3 separate regions of the Mus musculus genome follow, and all the other regions are linked to region 2. A link is a contact called in public HiCAR-type and promoter capture Hi-C data. All regions are on one chromosome and are shown on one strand. The core of a region is the stretch at or near the end of the contact, and the rest is flanking DNA. Distances in the headings are between cores, read along the strand shown.

Region 1 (3,392 bases), core at 122-2,621, 350 kb after region 2:
GGCCACCAATCCATGGAGAGGCCAAGACAAAAGATGCTCAGGATGTAAGAGGGAGCTAGAAGTGGTATTACAGACCTGTTCAGTAGCACCTGGGAGATGGAGGGAAGACGATCAGGAGTTCAAGGTCATCCTTATCTACATAATGAGTTCCTGGGATACACAAGAACAGTGTCTCACAAAACCAAACACAAACAAACAAACAACAAAGAAACACCACATATAAGAGGCTTGAAAAGCTTGCAAACTACTGTGAGAAGGTGGAGACTTGGGCTGAAAGGGAGAAGACAGACAGCAAGGACATCGGAACCTGGCTGGTCAGAGGTAGGTGTGTGCTGGTGGGCTGGTGGTGTAGGAATAAGTGGGCAGGACCGCAGCTTCAGGACCTCTCTCTATCTACAAGTCACACTTGTAGCAAACAGGAAGCGAGACGGTCCTTTGGGTCTCCAAGGCTCTCTTCCACCCTTCGGTGATGAGACTGTGTGCTGAGCTGAGACGCGTCTGAAAGGCTATAGAGCTGCTGTGCAGTTTTGGGCAAACTACTTGGTCTCTCTGCGAATCCCTTCCCCCTTCGAATGAACAATTAGTCAAAAGAGAAAGTTCGTTATTCTAAAGCTTTTATGCATGTATTTAGCAGAAAGTCAAGTTCGTGGCTCTCAAACATTCTCTGTGGCAGCTTCACTGCGAATGGGCTTGGTTCACAGGGTAACAGGAGGCAGGAGAATATTGTTTTATTGGAAGAGCAATTTGGCACTGAAAAGGTTAAAAAACAACCCAATCCTGGAGATAAGGCTGGAAGAAATATACCCTGGGTCCTAGGTCCTTTGGTAAGCAAAGTATGCGGTGTTGGACACTGGGTCAAAGAGTAGGGTCTCCCCAAGGCTGCAGCAGGAAAGGCTCAGAGGCTACAACCAGAAAGTGTTTGGGATAACTAGAAAGAAAAAGCAACAGAGTGGAGCAGCAGCCTGCTCACACTCCCCCCTCCCCCACTCCGCCTACCCTCGTCCCCCAACCCCAGAGGAGATATGGAAAGGGCAAGACACCACAGAACCCAAGCTAGCCAGGTCGGAACAGTGAGCCAGAGAGGCCCATGCGCTTGGCAAGAGTCCTGTGTTGGAGGTGAGGCAGTCAGGGAATAAACAGAAAAACAAGCCAGGACGGTCCTGGGGACAGGAGGAAGAGGAAGACCAGAGTGGCAGAGGGAGGGTCTGTCCGGGTGAGTGTGCAGTGCGGCGTGTGCGCTTGTGTACCTAGAGCCGGCCTGTGCACGTGCGAGGGGCGTGGGGCTGCGCCCGCAAGGGCCCCCCGAGGGTTAAGCGCCGCCCAGCCGCCGACTCCTCCCCGCCCCGGCCGCGCGGCCGCGCTGACGCCCTCACTCGACCCACCGCGCCCTGGGCGCACCGGCGGGTCCCTGGTGGCCGTAGCGACCAGCGACCCGCGGATGCTCAACGCGCGCCACAGGCTGTCCCCCGCACAGAGGCTGCCGGGCCGTCGGGGAGCCAGGAGCACCAGGCTGCCCAGATGCGGGCTCCACTCTGCCTGCTGCTGCTCCTCGCCCACGCAGTGGACATGCTCGCCCTGTACCGAAGGAAGAAGCAAGGTACAGATGTGGCCGGGCTGGTGGTGGGGTAGGCACTACAAGACAGACTCGTGGTAGCCCAGCGGATATGGGTATTTGTCTGGTGCCTGATGCCTGGACTGTTGACTCAGGGTCGGAACGGGGAGTTGTCGACAACCTGGACCTAGGAAGCACTACTGGGAGGGAACTAGAGGTCGGGCTCACTGGCCCCAGCCTCCCAGCAGTGTCCCAAGGGTAACTCCACAGACACCAAAAACCCAAGGAACCACCCTTGGAAACAATGAACTAGAAGACAGGGCTAGTGACTTAGAAGCCAGCCCAGGCATCCACGCTGGGCCAGGATGAAGATCAGTGACTCCAGGGCTCATGTGGGGTTCGGGGGTTCTATCACTGCTCCTGACCCCTGCTGTCACAACCCCCACACTCCCAGAATTAATCTGGGTAAGCCTCTCTAGTGGTATCAGCATGACTGAGACCTGTGTTCAAGTTGAAGTCTTCTGGGGATGACCTGGAAGAAGTTTGTCCTCTCTCAGAATCTTAGGATATTTTTCCTTGGGACCTCCTGGAGCCACTAAGGAAACTTGAACCTGAGACTCTAATCGCGCCTGGGCCCTGTGAACATTGGGGTCTGTGCCACAGTTCCTCAGTGCCACAGTCAGATGTATTTTGGAGGTGAGGTGAGACTGCCCTTGCAGAGCTGGAGTTGACAGAACCTGAGCTGGTGTTGGGAGGGCAAGAGGACCAGCAAGCCCTGTGTCTGAACAGGGAAGGCCCCAGGACTCTGGATGCCTGTCTGTGCATCAACTACCAAAGGCTGGCTGCCATGCCAAGAGTGAGACACACACTGTTTCCTAGGTCCCCTATGATGCCCTAATGACAGTGGCTATCTCACTCTATAGAGCAGGAACCAGACATTCATGCAGGTTGCTTTGTTGAGCAGTCCAACGGGCAGGTGGGAGCTCTGATTTGCTCTCTGACTGAGAGCCTGAGTCTGGGAATACTGAATGGTAGGGTGTGTGAGAGTGGCCTTACCCATAGGGACTTCTAGTCCATCTGCGTGGAAAGCCTTTCGCAGATGTTGCAGCTCCTATAAGGAAGCAGGGAACACAGGGGCAGTGGGGAAGTAGGTATGGGGTGGAATATCAGGCCGTGGCCTAGGGAAACTGTTAAGGGAGTTGGACAAAGAGCAGAGAGGATAGAGGTGTAGGTGGACCTCGGGTAGGCTGCAGGGACTTGGGGGTCCTGAAGGTGAAAGCTTGTGAATGGCCTTCACCCCGCTGTCCAGAGCCCAGGTACTGGAGCCAGCCTAGCTGGATCTGTGGCCCTCCTTGAAGGTTTTATCTGAGTGACCTCAGGGAAGACCCTCAGACTTCAGTTTTACCTGTATGAGATCCTTTCCATTAGTCCTCCAGATACTCCACTCTGAAAGGATGTTTTCAATCTTTTCACCAACTTGTCTTTAAGATGGAAGCAATAAACTTCAGTCTCCCACTCATCAGGGGAACCATAGCTAAGATGTAGAGCATTAGCTGCCTATGCGGGTGCTCCGTGAGGCCTGATACTATTAATCATCCCAGTTTCTTGGTTGTTATGTCGTTCACTACTTAGAAAAGGCCAGTGAGTGCAAAGAGAGGTGCTTACATTTTAGAGAGGAAACATGTTCAGAGAGGGCAGTTGTCTAAGGCTGCACAGCAGACAAGCAATACAGCGGACTCAGATCCATGTGATAAATATTGTGAGACCCTATGAGCTGAGTTAGGCTTCCTTTCTTGGAACCTCAGTTTACCTACCTGGAGGGGAGCAGAGTTAGATTTCT
Region 2 (3,449 bases), core at 876-3,375:
AGAACCTCCTTCCAGCAAGGTAGCAAATAGCCAGTAAGTGCAAACTGACCTGGAATGAGAGTACTGAAATAGGGATGGTGTGGGTTTGGAAATCTGAAAAGCATAATGTGCACTTAAGCTGGGCTATTCGAGGAGTAGAGTGCCATGGACGCCATAGGTGGTGGTGATGATGATGATGATGGTGATGGTGATGATGGTGATATATGTGTATGTTATCCTGGAGTAATGTTGTTGTTCTGGTGGTGGTGGTGGTGGTGGTGGTGGTAGTGGTGGAGTGTGTGTGTGTGTGTGTGTGTGTGTGTGTGTGTGTGTGTGTTAGTCTGGAAGCCATGAGTATTGTGTGGAGTGCCCTGGATATTTGGGAGAACATGTGGAATGGACTAACTGGAAGCTATAGGTTCTGGGTACATTTCATACCTGAATGACAAGAAAGTCAGCTTTAAATTGAAACCAGAACTTGACCACAGGTGGAGCTGTGGGTGATGCTGTGTATATGTAGAGAGACAGCGAAGATAGAGGCTTGGTCAGTCTTTCTCCAAACTTCCAGGCTAGGACATTTGTTTAAAACTGGGATTGAAACTATAGCCTCTCCCATGACAGGCAAGGCCTCTGGCACTGGGCTGCATCCTCTGCCTTTTAGCATGGATTCACTTTCTCACCAGGTTTAGTTTTGTTTCCCAGACTGACTTTAAATATGCTCTGCAAGGTCACTCTTTCAGTCTCAGGCACCTGAGAAGCTGGGACGGCAAGGCCCAGGTTGTACTTTTCATTAGGTGTGGTCCTACTGAACCTCTGGTTTCTGTCTTTACCTGTAAAATGGGAATACTAACCTCTACCTAGCAGAGGTTTATTTTATGATGAAATAGATAATAATGTGAACACAGCACCTTCAGCAGGCTAAGGGAACCCTAATGCCCTGCACCCACAATTATTCCTATAGTCTTCTTGATAGCTGTCAGGCTGGGCAGAGGGCTGACTATGAATCGGACCAGCATCAAAAGCAGATAGGGTTCTCCTTACTGCTTCTCTGCAATGTGTTAGGTTCCAAATGGCCTCTGTGGGCCTTTTCAGTTGGTTACAGTGGGACTGATCTGCAGTTATACCAAAGGACGGTATTCACACCAATCCAGTGCTGTCGCGTTTGCAGCCATGCCCGAGGCTGGCTTAGAAGTTGGAGATGCCCCTGGCAGAGCTACTTCCTGCTCTTCATTCTCATAGTATGACTCTGTGGAACAAAAAGACTGAAAGGGGCTCTTGCATAGACCACTCCCTGTGAGATCCTCATTGTCTGATCCATGTGTTATTTCATCCATTCACTTATTCATTCATTCACACATTCATTAGTAGTGGCTTCATGCACAGTGAATGTGGCTCTGAGTCAGGCATAGGAAGAAGAGGAGAAAAACAAAGCATATAATCAGCTGACAGGAACCTCACTGAACACTCAATAAGTTCTGGTAGAATAATTGCTGGTCACCAACTTAGCAGATTGTAGGATGGTAACAGTTTAACCTTGAAAATGAGGGATAAATAGATGGACTTAGGAGGCTCCCAGCTTCACTTGTCCCCACTTTCACTTGAGGGGCAGCACTGTTGGAGAGAGAGCTCTAAACTTTCTCTGTAGGTGACACATGTCCATCTTACCTCTGCTCTGAGTCTCCTTGTCCTGGGCCAGCCTGCCAGTGGCAATGCAATGGTGATTTGCTAGATGCTGTGGAAAGTGGCAGGCTGAGACTTATACTAGTTTAAGATAGGAAACCATGGGGATGTGAGCATCGGTTAGAACTGTTAGGGTCAAAGGACATAAGCAACAAGAAGACAGGATACTTTGTTTTATCTCTGTTATTTCCACAGCCCTTGGAAGAGCATCAAGCCATAGACAGCGTAATGCTTCAAGAAGGAAATTAATGTGCAAATAAATAATTAACGAAATAAAGGGATGAGACCATGAGTAATTTCCAGGATCTGATTTCGGGACTACTTCATCCTGTGGGAAAACCAGCCCCTCCCTACTCACTTCCATCGACCTTCTACTTCAGCCATTAAGGTGAGGCTCACATAGGGGCCACCAGAGGGCGCGAGGCGGCTAGGTTTCCCACACGGAGGGCTTTTCCTGTGGCACCGCATTGGGCGGAGCCTACGAGCAGGCGCCCAGCGGCTGGACGCGGTAGAACGGCGGGCGGAACGCAGACCTGGGGTTCGGGCTGTTGCAGTGTCCGCCGGAGCGGTTTGGGAAGTGCACGGGGCGAAGATGGCGGAGGAGCGGCAGGACGCGTTGAGGGAGTTCGTGGCGGTGACTGGCACTGAGGAGGACAGGGCCCGTTTCTTCCTGGAGTCGGCTGGCTGGGACCTGCAGGTAGCGCCGCGAGGCGGGCCGCTTCGGACGGGCTGGGGAATACGGAGTGCGGCGTCGGCTCTGCGATCCCTACGCGGCCGAAGCGCACAGTCATCCCTGCGGGGCTGGGCCCTGCCTGGCCCAGGCCTCATGGTGCCTGGGGTCGCTTGCCACGCGTCACCGGCCTGGCTTGGAAGTTCATGGAGGCGGGCGGGCCCTGCTTTGCAGGGCCTCTGTTTTCCTGCGGGCTCGCAGTGTTGGCGAGACTTTGGGCGCTGCCGCAGTCCGCGTGGAGTCGTCGCCTGGGGGCGTGGCTGCCACGGCGAGTGCCTGCGGGTGGCCGGGTGGAATCGAGTGCCCTGCTTCCAGATGGAGCCCCACCGAGGTCGCGGTGGCCTTCCGATTCCGCTTCTGCAAGGATGCTGTGCTGGTGGGGGAAACCCTGCAAGGCATCAGCCCACGCCCCACTCTTGCCTAATTGCAGGGAGAAACTACCTGTGGGATTGTGGCGCACGTTTGGGGTCTCTGCACATTTCGTAGTTAACTGTAAAATGGGAATTTCTTAGGACTTACTGTCTTGTTCACTGGCATGTAGTAAATAGTCACTAAGGAATTAATTTAGAAGGCAAAGCTCCACCAGGCATAAAATGTTGCACACTTCTGATCCCTAGAGCAACACCCATCTCTTATTGCTCAGAAACACAGTAATTAATGTTAGAAAGAATTGATTGCATAAATGTCCTTGGCCAGCCTACATCTTAGGTAGATGACGATGACTAATATTTCTTGAGTACCTACAACAAGCCAGGCACTGTTCAGCATTACAGAATGTCTCATTTACATGTCTCACATTGCAGCTGAGACTTGGAGGATAAATAACTTGCTGAAGAGCTAACTACTAATTAAACAGGTAAAGACTAACCCTATCTTATGGATAAGGAATTGGACCCTCAAAGGGACACCGAATGTGCTCACTGTGTGAGCTTTCTGATGTAACCATGTCTACTGACTGTAATATTTAGCTTCCCAAACATTAGGGATCTTTATTCCTTTAACTCTTTCAGCACTCTGGAGGCAGAAGATCTCTGAGTTCGAGACCAGCCTGATCTACATA
Region 3 (3,892 bases), core at 1,140-3,639, 480 kb before region 2:
AAGGAGAGGTAGCTAACAGCTGCCTAGCCATGACATTACTCAAGGGCAGGTATCCACTTTAGGAAGGAGGCACAAATGTCACATGGATTATCTTGAAAATTTAGAGAGGACCACCCATCAAATAACATCCAAACCCCAAAGTTTACCATGAGAATTCTGCTGCCATTCCTAAAGATGCAAATTCTAAGAAATTTATACCTAGCTGTCAGCAAATGACCACAGCCCATTATGTCCTAGCATGGACCTAGCATGTCTTCAAATCGCAACATAAAATGAGTTCAAGAAAAGCCCATTTTCTATTAGCTTATATTAGTTTTTAAAAGGTAAATCCTAACTTTTTCTTTATAGAGTGTTCTTTTTTTCTAAGTCAGTATTGTTACATCTTATCTGAAGTTCCAGTTTTTGGAGAAAGCTTACTACTTTCTCACACTGAAAAAAAGACGCAGTATCCTCCGATTCTTACCGAATCTCCATTTTATGTAACAGAGTTCCTACTTTTCTTTACCTTATGAAGACGGGTGTTGCTAATGATGGGGATACACACTATGAAGTGTCATTCAGCAATTCCGTTACTGCACTCATATCACCATGTGCGCATATACTAACCTAGAAAGAGTTTATCACCTGAGTGGCCTCGCAACACAGTTAACAAGCTCCATATACGTGAGATGCGTGAGGTTGCTGCTGGCATAGCAGAGCATATTGCCTTACAGCAAGCAATCTAAATAGCAACACTAAGACCCTGGCCGAAGCATAGTCTTCTACATAAACAAGTAAGAGACGCTTCTCCTTCTTATTGTTACTGGGCTGGGGATGTGCTTCAGCAGGAGGCTGGCATATCTGAGACCATGGGCTCCATTCTCAGAAACCCCAAGAGTAAATACCATGCACTACACCTAACGGGATGCAATAACTCTTATAAAGCTAGATTAGACTGTTGACATCAGAGATTCATTACAAGGTTACAGGGATGACACCCCTAATGGGAATTTTTCAGTTCCTATTAGGACCACCTTCACATATGTGGTTTGTCTTCCATCAAAACATTAGTGTCTGGCAACTGACTACAGACTAGTTTGATCTGTAGTCGTCTAAGCCACTAACAGATAACATAAAATGAACAGTAGAGGCAAGCTGGCTGCTGCCCTAACTGCCCTAACTCCACAGGCACGTTCCTTCTCATTCGCGCCTGTTCTTGCACACAGTAGTTCATAAACTGACCAACCTTCTTCCCTCTTTTTCTTTTCTCCCACACACCCCTGCTTTAAAAGCAGTAAATCCATAGTCAAGAACCTGGAAATCTCAGGCAAACACCATCTTCACGGTCCCTCTCTGCTACCTGCCTTGCGCATCAAGTGAACTTCTGCAAGGGCCATTTCTGGACCTCCTTCCTGGTTCTAAAAGTCGGCTAAATGTTGTAGAGGAGAGAGAAGGCATCACTCTTTTCTTCCACCCCCATATAACGAGCTACAGAGAGCGCCTGACAATTTAGGTATTTAAGAAACTTTAAGTTGGTCTCCCATCGTGCAATTTGTTGCCTGAGACAGCTAGAGCCCAAACACCAGGTCACTGCTTCTCAATTACCGATGGACCAGCCTCGCAAGTGCACAACAAAGTAGCAGAATGGTGCGCAGGCAGGGACGACCTTGACACAGAAGCAACAGGCTTCTCCGCCCCAGAGAGAGGTGTCCCAGTTTTCAACAACTAAGTGCAAACTGATAATACAACCAGAGATCGCAAGGACGACTTCACCAGTCACAGGAGGGACCGACGCGCGGCAACAACGCCAATAGGTGCTCTCAATCAAGCATGGTCCCTGGCTTTCCCAGGGGCACTGAGAAGGGGGCTCAGACACAGGCTGGGGTCGCCTCCCGATCCGGTTCCCCTCGTCAAAAGAGGACGAAGGCGGGAAGCACGGCGGGCCCAGGCATCCCGCTCTCTGAGTACGTCAAAATTTGGGGCGGCAGCTGCACCCCACTAGCACGCTGAGTTCGGTGCGGACCACCGTTCCCGGTCCGAGTGCGCCGCAGAGCAGTGAGACTCTGGTGTGGCTTTCTGAGCGCGCGCCTGCATCGCAAGCATCGGCTCCGCTGTGTACCGGCCGCTGCACGAGGATGCGGATCCCTTCGGCCCGGCTCGGCCCTCCTCGGCCCAGCTCGGCCCCCCTCGGCTCCGCTCGGCTCGGCTCCCCTCCCCTCAGCCCTCTCCCACGCCCTACTCACCTGGGGAGTGGGAGGCTCGGCTCTCTGAACGCTGAGTTCAGGATGCGGGCTCCGGCAGCCCGGTGCAAAGCGAGCCGGGTAGGACACCCCAGCGCGCGTCCCTCGGCCGCTCTTTGTGTCTGCCGGCCGCGCTCCCCTGGGCTCCCAAGGCCTCTGGGCGCCGCCCCCTCGTTCTCGCGGGGCCTCCCCAGGGAAGGGGCGGGGCTCCTTGGGGGCGGGGCTTGGACGGGCGGGGCGAGGAGGCAGGCGGAGCTGGGCCAGGGGCCTAGCTGGTATGGAAGAGGAGGATGCAGGATGACTTCAAGGCTCTGGGAGACAGGGTGTTAAAAACAAACAAACAAACAAAAAACTAACAACAACTAAACTAAAAAATAAGAGACTCAAGTACTTTCAAGTGGAAGAATTCCACAGAGTGGTAGGCAGCCAGGAACCAGTAAAAAGCCCATACTGTACTCTGATGAACCATATACTTGGGCTGTATCCCTTTTCATGTGTCATAACTTGCCCCAACCAGTGATGGACATGACATGCCTACACCCTGTGGCAGAGGTGTAGCTGTGGGGCATATAACCAGGGCCCTGCTTCCCTCTAGATTATAACCTGAGGTTCCCAAAGTGTGGTATGCCATAGTCGCCACTGTGCAGAGTGTATTTTATCAGGACCAGGGAGATGGCTCAGTTTGTAAAAGCACTTGCCTTGCTAGCCTGATGACCTAAATTCAATCCCAGAACACATGTAAAGGTGATAGGAGGTGCTGGAGAAATGGCTCAGCAGTGAAGAACACTGGCTGTTCTTCCTGAGGACCCATGTTCAATTCTGAGCACCCACAGGGCAGCTCACAATTATCTGTAACTCTAGTTCCAAGGGATCCAGTGTTGACTTCTCCTCAGACACCAAGAGTGCATGTGTTGCATAGATATACATAGAGGCAAAGCACCCATACATATAATTAAAAAAAAAAAACCTTAGAAAAATCAACTCCACAGAGCTTTCCTCTGACTACACACACACACACACACACACACACACACACACACACACACACTGAGACACATGCCGTTCTGAACACAGACATATAAGCATCATGCACACACACATTCACACAATAAGTTTTAGAAATATTTTTAAAGACTATATATTCTCTAAATCTCCTTATACTCTGGGTTTTCCATGTACTGTTAGAGAATGAACTTAGAGTTAGATGATGAGATTCACAGGGCCATTCACTGGATGTTGGACTTTGTGCCACCCAGTTACACAATCTGGGAGATCTTCACTTTGTTCATCTGTGAAATGGAGATGTGAAAGACACTTTTTGCAGGGACATGAACTAATTGATCCAGCCAAACCAGCAACCCAAATTAGCCATCACAGCAGTGGCTCCTAGCCAGAGAGGAGCGGGGCGGGGCATGTTACTCCATCCCCCCCCCCCCCCCGACCTATAGCAAATAGCTGAGGTAAGAATAAAGAAGGGGGAATAGGGTTTCTATGGACTTGGAGTTTTAGAGATTTCAACCCAGGGTCAATTTATCTTTGTTGCTTCTGAGCTTGTGGCAAGTCACCACATCAGAGCTGGAATGAGAGTCAGAGACAGAGAGAGAGACAGGGGCTGCCAGATTCCCTTTAGGGACACCTCCTCAATGACTAGAAGACCTGATTATAGATTCCAG

Evidence for each region. Promoter capture Hi-C pulls out the DNA fragments that hold promoters and counts their contacts. HiCAR-type assays count read pairs that join an accessible place to other places.
Region 1: a contact with region 2 is called in a promoter capture Hi-C map of embryonic stem cells. The contact joins the promoter of Rspo4 here to the promoter of Nsfl1c in region 2. A contact is called at or near these places in 2 of 39 promoter capture datasets (embryonic stem cells and pre-B cells) and 2 of 484 Hi-C or Micro-C datasets (CD4 T cells and the G1E-ER4 cell line).
Region 3: a HiCAR-type map of astrocytes shows a contact between it and region 2, with 3 times the contacts expected there. The contact joins the promoter of Ninl here to the promoter of Nsfl1c in region 2. A contact is called at or near these places in 1 of 39 promoter capture datasets (embryonic stem cells), 3 of 115 datasets of contacts at active chromatin or transcription factors (astrocytes, embryonic stem cells and stem cell-derived neural progenitor cells) and 1 of 9 other capture datasets (adipose tissue).

The regions. Positions count from the first base shown.
Region 1 is chr2:151,841,556-151,844,947 of GRCm38.p6, forward strand. Rspo4 (R-spondin 4) reads left to right here and starts at 1,372. Exons shown (of 5, transcript NM_001040689.1): 1 at 1,372-1,597. The coding sequence starts at 1,519.
Region 2 is chr2:151,492,057-151,495,505 of GRCm38.p6, forward strand. Nsfl1c (NSFL1 (p97) cofactor (p47)) reads left to right here and starts at 2,126. Exons shown (of 10, transcript NM_198326.3): 1 at 2,126-2,356. The coding sequence starts at 2,252.
Region 3 is chr2:151,007,009-151,010,900 of GRCm38.p6, forward strand. It overlaps Ninl (ninein-like), which reads right to left and starts at 2,390. Exons shown (of 24, transcript NM_207204.2): 1 at 2,223-2,390.